2 separate regions of the Sus scrofa genome follow, and region 1 is linked to region 2. A link is a contact called in public HiChIP or PLAC-seq data. All regions are on one chromosome and are shown on one strand. The core of a region is the stretch at or near the end of the contact, and the rest is flanking DNA. Distances in the headings are between cores, read along the strand shown. Region 1 has its middle 20 kb from the start of CASP3. Region 2 overlaps LOC110257052 (a long non-coding RNA gene).

Region 1 (4,262 bases), core at 24-2,523, 260 kb after region 2:
ATGTGCTTTATATGCATCCTCTAGAATCTTCCCAACCATACTGCAGGGATGGTGCTATGGTTATATTATTTTTTTACTAAGAAAACTGAGGTTCACAGAGGTTAACTAAAGTGTCCAATGTCATGTAGTTAATGAGCAGAGACTTCAAGCTTCGTGGCCGGATCTTGCAGACCCCAAAGCCAGTGAACTTTCACTTTCACAGTGTAGCTTCCTGTGTCTCATCTCCACTTGGTTTTTGAGTTCCTAAGAGCCACAGTATCATTTGGCTTCCCAAGGGCCCCACTTGGTGGCAAACTTGCACGGTTACTCATTGCTTGGAGCTCAACTCTCCTTGTTGGTCTTGCTCATGTATGTTGGCTGCCACCCACATACCCCACTATGGACAGATGCGCCTAACTCTCTTCCCTCAGTTATCACAGCTTGCTGCCCCCTTGCTTTCTGCATCCTAAAGTAACAGGTGGATGAACGAAGAATAGAGTTGGATAGAAAATCAAAAAGGAAAGTCAGAAAGAAAATTATGGTGTTTAAACATATTGCCAAGAGTCTTCGAAATTTAATTAAGAAAGCTAGTGTTTCATCACAGGGTGGGGATCTGTCCATTTTCAATCAAACTTGACTCCCCAAACTCTGTAGCATTCCAGCTCTATCCTCAGACTTGTTTACCCCCCTTTAAGGTGGCTTCTTTAAATGATGCAATAAAGGATAGTTGTTGGCCATCCTGAGGGCAGGTTCTGGAAGAATGAGCCTCTGCCATTTGTTCAGATTGTGTATAAGGATCTGAGATCTTGTATTCGTCTGTTCTTTCCTCCAGCTACTCCCCTCTTGAAAATAGATCCTTTCTGATCTTCTATCACTTTGACCAACTCTCTGTACACATGCCTCTTTAGTACCTCACAAAGACAGAGCTCTAAGAATCAGGTGTAAAGTAGACATGCTCTCCTCTAGATGCTAGTGCATGCTCTGGCTTGTGTTTTTAATTTGGTATCCGAAGTGAGTAGTTGAGTGACCGTAGAAAGAATAAAGACTTGGAAGGCAGAAATACCTGGCTTCATATTCAGGCCCCACCCACCTCAAGTTGTGTGACCTAGGCAAGTTGTTTAACCTCTGAGCTTCCAATTCACAAAATTTCAACGTCAGTCACAAAATTGGGGTGATAATACGACTTCATAAAATTCTCTTGAGAATTAAGGAAGACGATGTTTGTAAAGTGCTTGGTGGAGAGAAATTGCATCAGACTATTATAAGCACATCTGGCAAAACTGCATCCTCACTTCCTTTCACTCATCACCTCCTCCTACTCCCACACTGTTGATGTGGCTGTTAGACACAAGGCCTTCGTGGCCCCAAGGAGAACTGTCACATTAAATTCTTGCATTTTGATGTTTAACAGCTGAAGGCCAGAGATGACCCAGAAAGAGAAGGCTGACTGCCTCTCCCCTCCTTGCTCTCCCCCCACTAGGTGAAACCCCCCTGAGCAGGGAGAAGGGAGTTGAGCTGGGGAGGAAAGAGCTGGGATGAGCCTTTGCTTTAGTCCTCAGAGAATGAGCACTGCTCTCCAGCTCCTTAGATTTGGGGTTCTGCAAATGGCACCTTATTTCCTGCTTGGAGCCTAAAGGAGAAGGTTGCACTCTGCCCTCCCCATCATAGAAGGTGTAGAAAGGCTTAAGCAGTAGGTGGCCTGGGGGTCGCCTGCTTATCCTGACAGAGCTCAGGAAACAGTTCTGGGGTCTGAGATGCAGTTGACTTTGAGGATGAAGGGCAGCCACCCTAAAATACACCTCTTTGGCATAGGGTTGAGAAATTGCAGACACAGGAGAAGCTCTGAAAACGAAGCAGAAGTCACTCTTTGGCAAGAGAAATGTACCTTTATAAAGGAATTCTCTGCTTGTAATGTTGCCTCCCTCTCTGTACCTAGAAAGGAAAGATAATCCTTAATCATAAGAGACCTATCAATGGAGGGGGCACTGACAATTCTGTGTAACAAACCGTACCCTTCTCTACCTGGCTTTTCCTGGTAACCACCCCTGTAGCCAGCCTCCCCTCATTTTTTCTGGCCACACCCGTGGCAGTGGAAATTCCCAGGCCAGGGATAGAACCTGTGCCACAGAAGCAATCTGTGCCACCACAGTGACAATACCAAACCCTTAACCTGTTAAACCACAAGGGAACTCACCCCCTCACTTTTCTTTTGTCTTTAGCTGAAAAGCTTATTTAAGCCAGTGGTTTAGGTCATGTTGAAGAGTTACTCAGTTTTCCTGGGTATCTCCCGTGTACACATGGGAGGTATACATGCGTCTGTCTTTTGTGAATCTGTCTTTTATTATAGGGGCCTCAGTCAAGAACTCAGAAGGGTAAAGGGAAAATTACTTTTCCTCCTCGGCATGGGGCCTCCTGACTGGGATGAGAGGATATGGAGTAAACCTAAGAGCAGAAACCCCAGGGGAACACAGATAACTTGATGGGGCCAGAGTGGGGAGGGGAGGAGGACAGCCCAACGGAATGACGTTCACCTCCACAGGACCCACAGGGCACCTGTGACAATGGAAAACCAGACTCTTCCAGCCTCCTGCTCCCTCTGTGACATGGTGCTTCACAAACTCCCAGGCAAGGAGCGAGCCCAGATTGTCTGAGTTAACTCAGAATTGACTAGGTTTGCCCTAAACTGATGAGTTTTCCACTACCAAGCAGAATGGAGGAACTTGACTTATTAGCAGAGTGATAGTTTATACATTAGAACCCCCTAAATGACTGAGATGATGATCATGTGGTTTTGTCTTTCCTTTTGTTAATGTGGTGTATTACACTGATTGATTTGCAAATATGGACCCATCCTTGTGACCCTGGAATAAATTCAACTTGATCATGAAGGAAAAAAAAAAAAGAACCCCCTAAACAGAGGTCATCCCAGTGGTGGCCCCACCCACATCACGAATCTAAACACAGAGCAGCCTGCGTTTACCAAAAACACCTGTCAGGGAAACCCGACATCTACCACTCACCATCCTCCAACTCAGCTTTGACTGGTTTACCTTACCCTAGAAAATAGGACCTGCTAATTTTATCAGGAAACCCTTAACCTTCTACCCCAAATTCTCATGCCACTCCTACTGGAAGGGTGAAATTATTGCCCTATTTTAGAGAAAGAGAAACTGGAGTTCAGACTGGGGAAGAGGCAGCTAGTTAGCAGATTCCAGAGCTGGTACTTCCCAAACTACAGGAAGCCCACAGAGGATGTGTACACGTGGGAGGTGAAGCGGGGAGGGGGAATTCTGAGTCGAAATGAAATATTGTCTTTAGTGAAAAACATTTCTTAGTCATAGTTTACCTGTCTGTTTCAACATACTGAAAAATGGGTTGCCCAACAAACATCACACTTCAAAGATAGTCAGCTCAGAATTTCCCAGACTTAACTTGATGCAATTTGAAATTATGCTCCTCTCCAACCAAGCAAGTTGATATCAATGCAGTGGTTTGAAAGGACTTTTACATCAAGGCTGGAGCACAAAGTAGATCCCTGAAGGCTCACAGATAAACTTTCACAATAAGCTTCTTCCATTGATGACTTGATGACATTTGAGAAAAATTTGAAGAGAACCTGGAGCAAATTATTTAATATTTTTTAGTGGTTAACTTTAAAGATGTGATGTATTATAGTGGTTCTGAGTCTGGCCTTTCTTTTTCATGTTCTCATTGGATAAACAAAACCACTATTTTATTTTTTTTTAATTTATTTTTTAATTTTTTGGGTCTTTTTGCCATTTCTTGGGCCACTCCTGAGACATATGGAGGTTCCCAGGCTAGGGGTCGAATCGGAACTGTAGCTACCAGCCTATGCCAGAGCCACAGCAACACAGAATCCAAGCCTCATCTGCAGCCTACACCACAGCTCATGGCAACGCCAGATCCTTAACCCGTGAGCAAGGCCAGGGATGGAACCCACAACCTCATGGTTCCTAGTTGGATTCATTAACCGCTGAGCCACAATGGGAACTCCCAAACCACTATTTTAGTTCAACTATTTCAGCCTTTACATTTCACTCTATGCTTGAGGGCATATGAAGGTATGAGGAGAGAAGAGGGAAAAAGCAGGTTCTAGGAGTTCCCTTGTGGCTCAGCGGGTTAAGGCTCCAGCATTGTCACTGCTGTGCCTTGGGTTGCTGCTGTGGTGCAGGTTCAATCTCTGGCTCAGGAACTTCTGCATTCCATGGATGTGGCCGAAAAGAAAAAAAAAGTCAGTTTCTAATTTTGTACAATTTTGTACT
Region 2 (4,254 bases), core at 694-3,193:
AGCTACAGCTCTGCGAACTTCCATATACTGCCTTTAGGTGTGGCCATAAAAAAAGAAAAGGAAGAAAAAGATGAAAACAGAGTGATAAACTAATGGTTTTGGCAAATATTTATTAAGAACCCATTTTGAGTCAAGCACTGTGATGGGGTTAGAGAATACAGAGATGAGTGAAACAGACATAGCACCATTTTGATGTAGCTTATATTGGAGGGTTAGCCATAATTTTAAATGTGACACTTTCTATGAAGAAAATGAACAGGGTGCTTATTTGAGGAATAACAGGGGCTACCTACTTAGATAAAGTTGTCAGGAAAGGCTTCTGTGAAGGGGTGGTATTTAATCTGAGTCAGCTATGAAAAGAGCAAGTAAAGAGCATCACTGGCAGAGAAAGCAACATGTCTTAAGGTGAAAAAAGGGTTCTGTGTGCTTGAGGAACTATAAAAAGACCAATGTGCCTAGTGAATGATCCAAGATAAATTAGGAAAGATAAGCAGTGTCACCTCATCTAGGACAGTTACAGCCAGGAAAAGCAGCACTTTACAAAAGGAAATTGAGTGTGAATGTATATGTGGGTATATACATGTGTATATGTACATATTTGTATAGATACATACACAAATATAAATATGTTTAAGTATATGCATAGGTATTAATTGTTACTGTATAGAGAAGGAACTAAAAGAGACAATAGAGGCAGCAAAAAGGCAGATGATCAGAATTCAGGGATGAGATGACAGTGCCTTGAACTGAGGTGATGGCAGTCAAGGTGGGGACAAGTTGACAGTTTAAAGAAATATTTGGAGGTTGAAACATATGTAACTACTGATGGACCACAGGAAGTCATGAGGGACAGCAGGGCTTAAGCATGACTCAGGATTCTGGCTTGACAACACAGTAGATGAATATGAAAGGACAGTAAGAGAGACTCAAAATGCAATCGCAAAACTAAAACCACCCTGGGGGAAGTGAAGAACTGAAGTAGCAGAAAATAGAAGGTAGGATGTGAAGGGCAAATTTGAGAGATTCTTCCAGAATGTAGAGAAAAAGAGAACAGAGATTAGAGAGATGACAAAGATGACAGAGAATACAAAACCACTCTTCTGGATAACTGGTATTTCTAAAGGAGATACAGGAGTTACTGAATAAAAACAACAAAGAAAACAGAACGGTTTCCTGAAACCAACAAAACTTAAGTCTAAAAATCTTAAAAACCAAGGAAAATTAGAGTCCAACATCTAGATATTCCCTTGAGAAGCGCTTGCATTTACAAAATAAATAATCAGATTTTTTAAGTTATCTGCTGAGAAAAACACAAAATCCGTGTCACCTTAAGACTTTTGCTCCAAGGCAGTTGTTACCAGAGGCAATGGAACTACATCTAGAGGTTTGAAACATAGCAAGTATGACTCAATAATTCCATAGCAAGCCACTATTGTCGCTCATGTGAGAGAAAAAAAAGATATTAACACATCTGCAGAGCTAAGAAAATATACTCTCCACATGTTGTTACCCCCCCACACACACACGCAAAAGTACTCAACCCCTCTCTAACAAGGGGTGATTCAAGAATGGAGCAGTTATGATACAGAAAAGGTGAGTGAGAATATTTTAATTTAATCATAGAAGTAAGGCTAAAAAGTGTCAATTTTCAAAATAGAAAGTGAATGAAATGCTGTTTGAAAGAAAAGTTATACAGTGAAAAATACAGTATACCACTAATATAAATCTATCTAAAATCCCAAATATCTACAAAAATTGGGAAAGGTGAATGAAAATTTTGACAGTGAGTGAAAATAATCTGACTTGTTTCACATAATTTGCATAATTACTATGAAGAAAATGAATGGGGTGAGATTAGCAGGCAGAACTACTTAGATGAAATAGCCAGGAAGGACTCTCTAGAGTATCACAGTTCCCTGACTCATCTGCAGGTGGAGCTGAGGTTTTAAAAGAAGGACAGAGTATTTATATGCTGATCTCATAGTATTTAATCAGTTACAGGACTGACCCACTAATATGACACAACTGGAACTCATAACCAAGAGAAATGAGAATTAAAAACGCTGTATTCCTTAACTCAGCTTTAGCTGACATAGAGGTGGTTTAAGAAGACAGAGCAGGAAGCTTATCCTTCATCTCATAATTAAAACAGGGAAATATTTGGTGAATATTTACAAAACTGTTAGCATCTCATACAAGTTAGATCGATATTTATTCTGTATCTTGACCTCATAAAGTTGAAGAGAATGTATGTTTACAAAGAAGAGCAAAGAGTTTTATGTAATATTGAAAAGTTTCCACAGTTTCAAAGGCAACTGGCTTACAAACATTATACCATGAATATTTACTATAGGAAACTACATTGGTTGAAATTTGTTGTAGAACATTGCTTATTCACATAATATTATAAATAACAGTGAAATTAATATTCACTTAGATCAGGGGTGGGCAAACTTTTCCTGTAAAGAACCAGATAACAAATATCTTTGGTTTTCAATGCTGCCACCACAGCATGAAAAGCAGACACAGAAAATACAAAAAAGAATAGGCATGTCTGTGTTCCAATAAAACTTTATTTAAAAAACAGGTAGCAGACTGGATGTGGCTAGGGGCCATAGTTTGCTGATCACTAATTTAGATGATTCTTCTAAATCATTCCTCTCTGTAGAACTTAATCCTCTAGCCATCACGCTCTCTGCCCTGCCGCAGTCACTTTCATGATCCCGTCTTGAGCCTTGACATCATTCCTAACAACTGCCACCCCTCCATAACCTCAATTCATCTGCTCCACCCATGGACCATCACTTTTTTCTTTCTCACTCCCTCTAGAACCCTGACCATATAATCCTTTGAACCCACCAGGTCCTTCAACCCAATGATCCTGCCATCTCTACACTTGTCCTTCACCCACACACAATATCCATATCCCTCCTTCAGTCGCACAGGAAATTATCATCTCTCCCTTCCATAAAACTTCGACTTTCTTGCCCCTCTTTCACTTTGTCACTCACTTGACAAAATTACAACTGTAGTTAAATCCAGCTCTGCAGATACTGTGCAGCTGAATGGTCCTGGAGAAAATCCCAAAGCCCCCATTTGAATTCATGACCATAAATCTCAAGCAGGCACTTTCTGTGCCATTTTCCCAATCCGTCAGTCTCCATTCTCTCCATAAACCTCCAGCACCATCTCCACCACCATCACAAAACCCAGAACAGACAAGGCTTATCATTTCACTGTAAAATTGGAAGCTATCAAAACAGAAGTTCTACAAATATATATAGGCTGGCCCGCCTTCCTCCTCTCCTGTACCTGCTCCTGCCTAAGGTTACTGCTTCCCTGTGGGCTGGATCCCATGACCTCTTACCTACTTAAAGATACCACTCCAGCTATTTCCACCCTCTTCCCCAGAGTCTCCACAGAACCACTGCTATGAGTTTTAGTAACTATTTCTCCAATATCCACCTAGAGCTAACTCTCAGTCATTCTGGGTGGGGAAGGAGGAGGAAAGACAGGTCAAGTAGAGTGAGGCTGTCCTTGTCCAATGTGCAGAACTAAGGCAGAGGGAGATCAAAGCTCCAGTGTAGCCCCAAGACTGCCCCACCCCAATGCCTCCAGCTTCCCAGCCAGATTCCGAAAAAAGAAAGTCCTATAGTGCCAGCTAAATTTACTTGAAAAGGTAAAGAGCTTAATCCAGTTTCCAGCAGCCGAGGCCTATGACCTGAGCCCACATCAGACTGGGAAGACAATTCAGATGCTTGTTAGCCCATGCTCACTTACTTTTAAGTTTGTGAATATCATTACCTTTCATCTTCTTGTGCCATCAAACAATCTTTATAAGAAAAATTCTTGATTGTCTTGACTGAATTCAGTGGGAGAGGATACTTTTCTTTTCCATTATTTGCACTGGGATAGCTCAGGTAATATAAATGCTCAGTGAGGACAGGTGTGGTGGCTGCAGGATCTGGGTGAACATGGGGTGCACCCAGGTGGGGAATGGGGAGAAAACACAGCTAAAGCAGGGGAGGGGACAGGGAAGGTCCTGGGTTGAACTCCTCCCCACTGGATTTGGCTCTCCCATGCTGGAAAGGGGAGGGCCTCTCCATCCACCAGAATTCCAGGAGTCTTGTTATCAGATGGGAGTCCACTGATGCTCTGTGCACTGCCTGGAAAGTCCTCTGGGAAGTCAGGTGGGTAAATCTACCCCTGGAAAAATGGCAAAGTGAGCAAGTTAACCATTGTCACATGTGGCCA

Evidence for each region. HiChIP or PLAC-seq counts read pairs in DNA pulled down with a chosen protein or histone mark.
Region 1: a contact with region 2 is called in an H3K27ac HiChIP or PLAC-seq map of alveolar macrophages. The contact joins two enhancer-like sites. A contact is called at or near these places in 2 of 47 Hi-C or Micro-C datasets (alveolar macrophages and blood) and 2 of 2 datasets of contacts at active chromatin or transcription factors (alveolar macrophages and skeletal muscle).

What each region holds. Positions count from the first base shown.
Region 1 is chr15:45,731,233-45,735,494 of Sscrofa11.1, forward strand. No RefSeq gene overlaps it. Among named protein-coding and RNA genes, the nearest start is that of CASP3, 20 kb to the right of the region's middle. Within about 2 kb of position 1,274, at least 7 of the 83 cell types and tissues checked have an H3K27ac peak or open chromatin away from gene starts, as enhancers often do. A contact at or near this core is called in alveolar macrophages, where this site is marked.
Region 2 is chr15:45,472,973-45,477,226 of Sscrofa11.1, forward strand. The region is part of intron 1 of LOC110257052 (a long non-coding RNA gene); the gene reads right to left. Among named protein-coding and RNA genes, the nearest start is that of ENPP6, 34 kb to the left of the region's middle. Within about 2 kb of position 1,944, at least 4 of the 83 cell types and tissues checked have an H3K27ac peak or open chromatin away from gene starts, as enhancers often do. A contact at or near this core is called in alveolar macrophages, where this site is marked.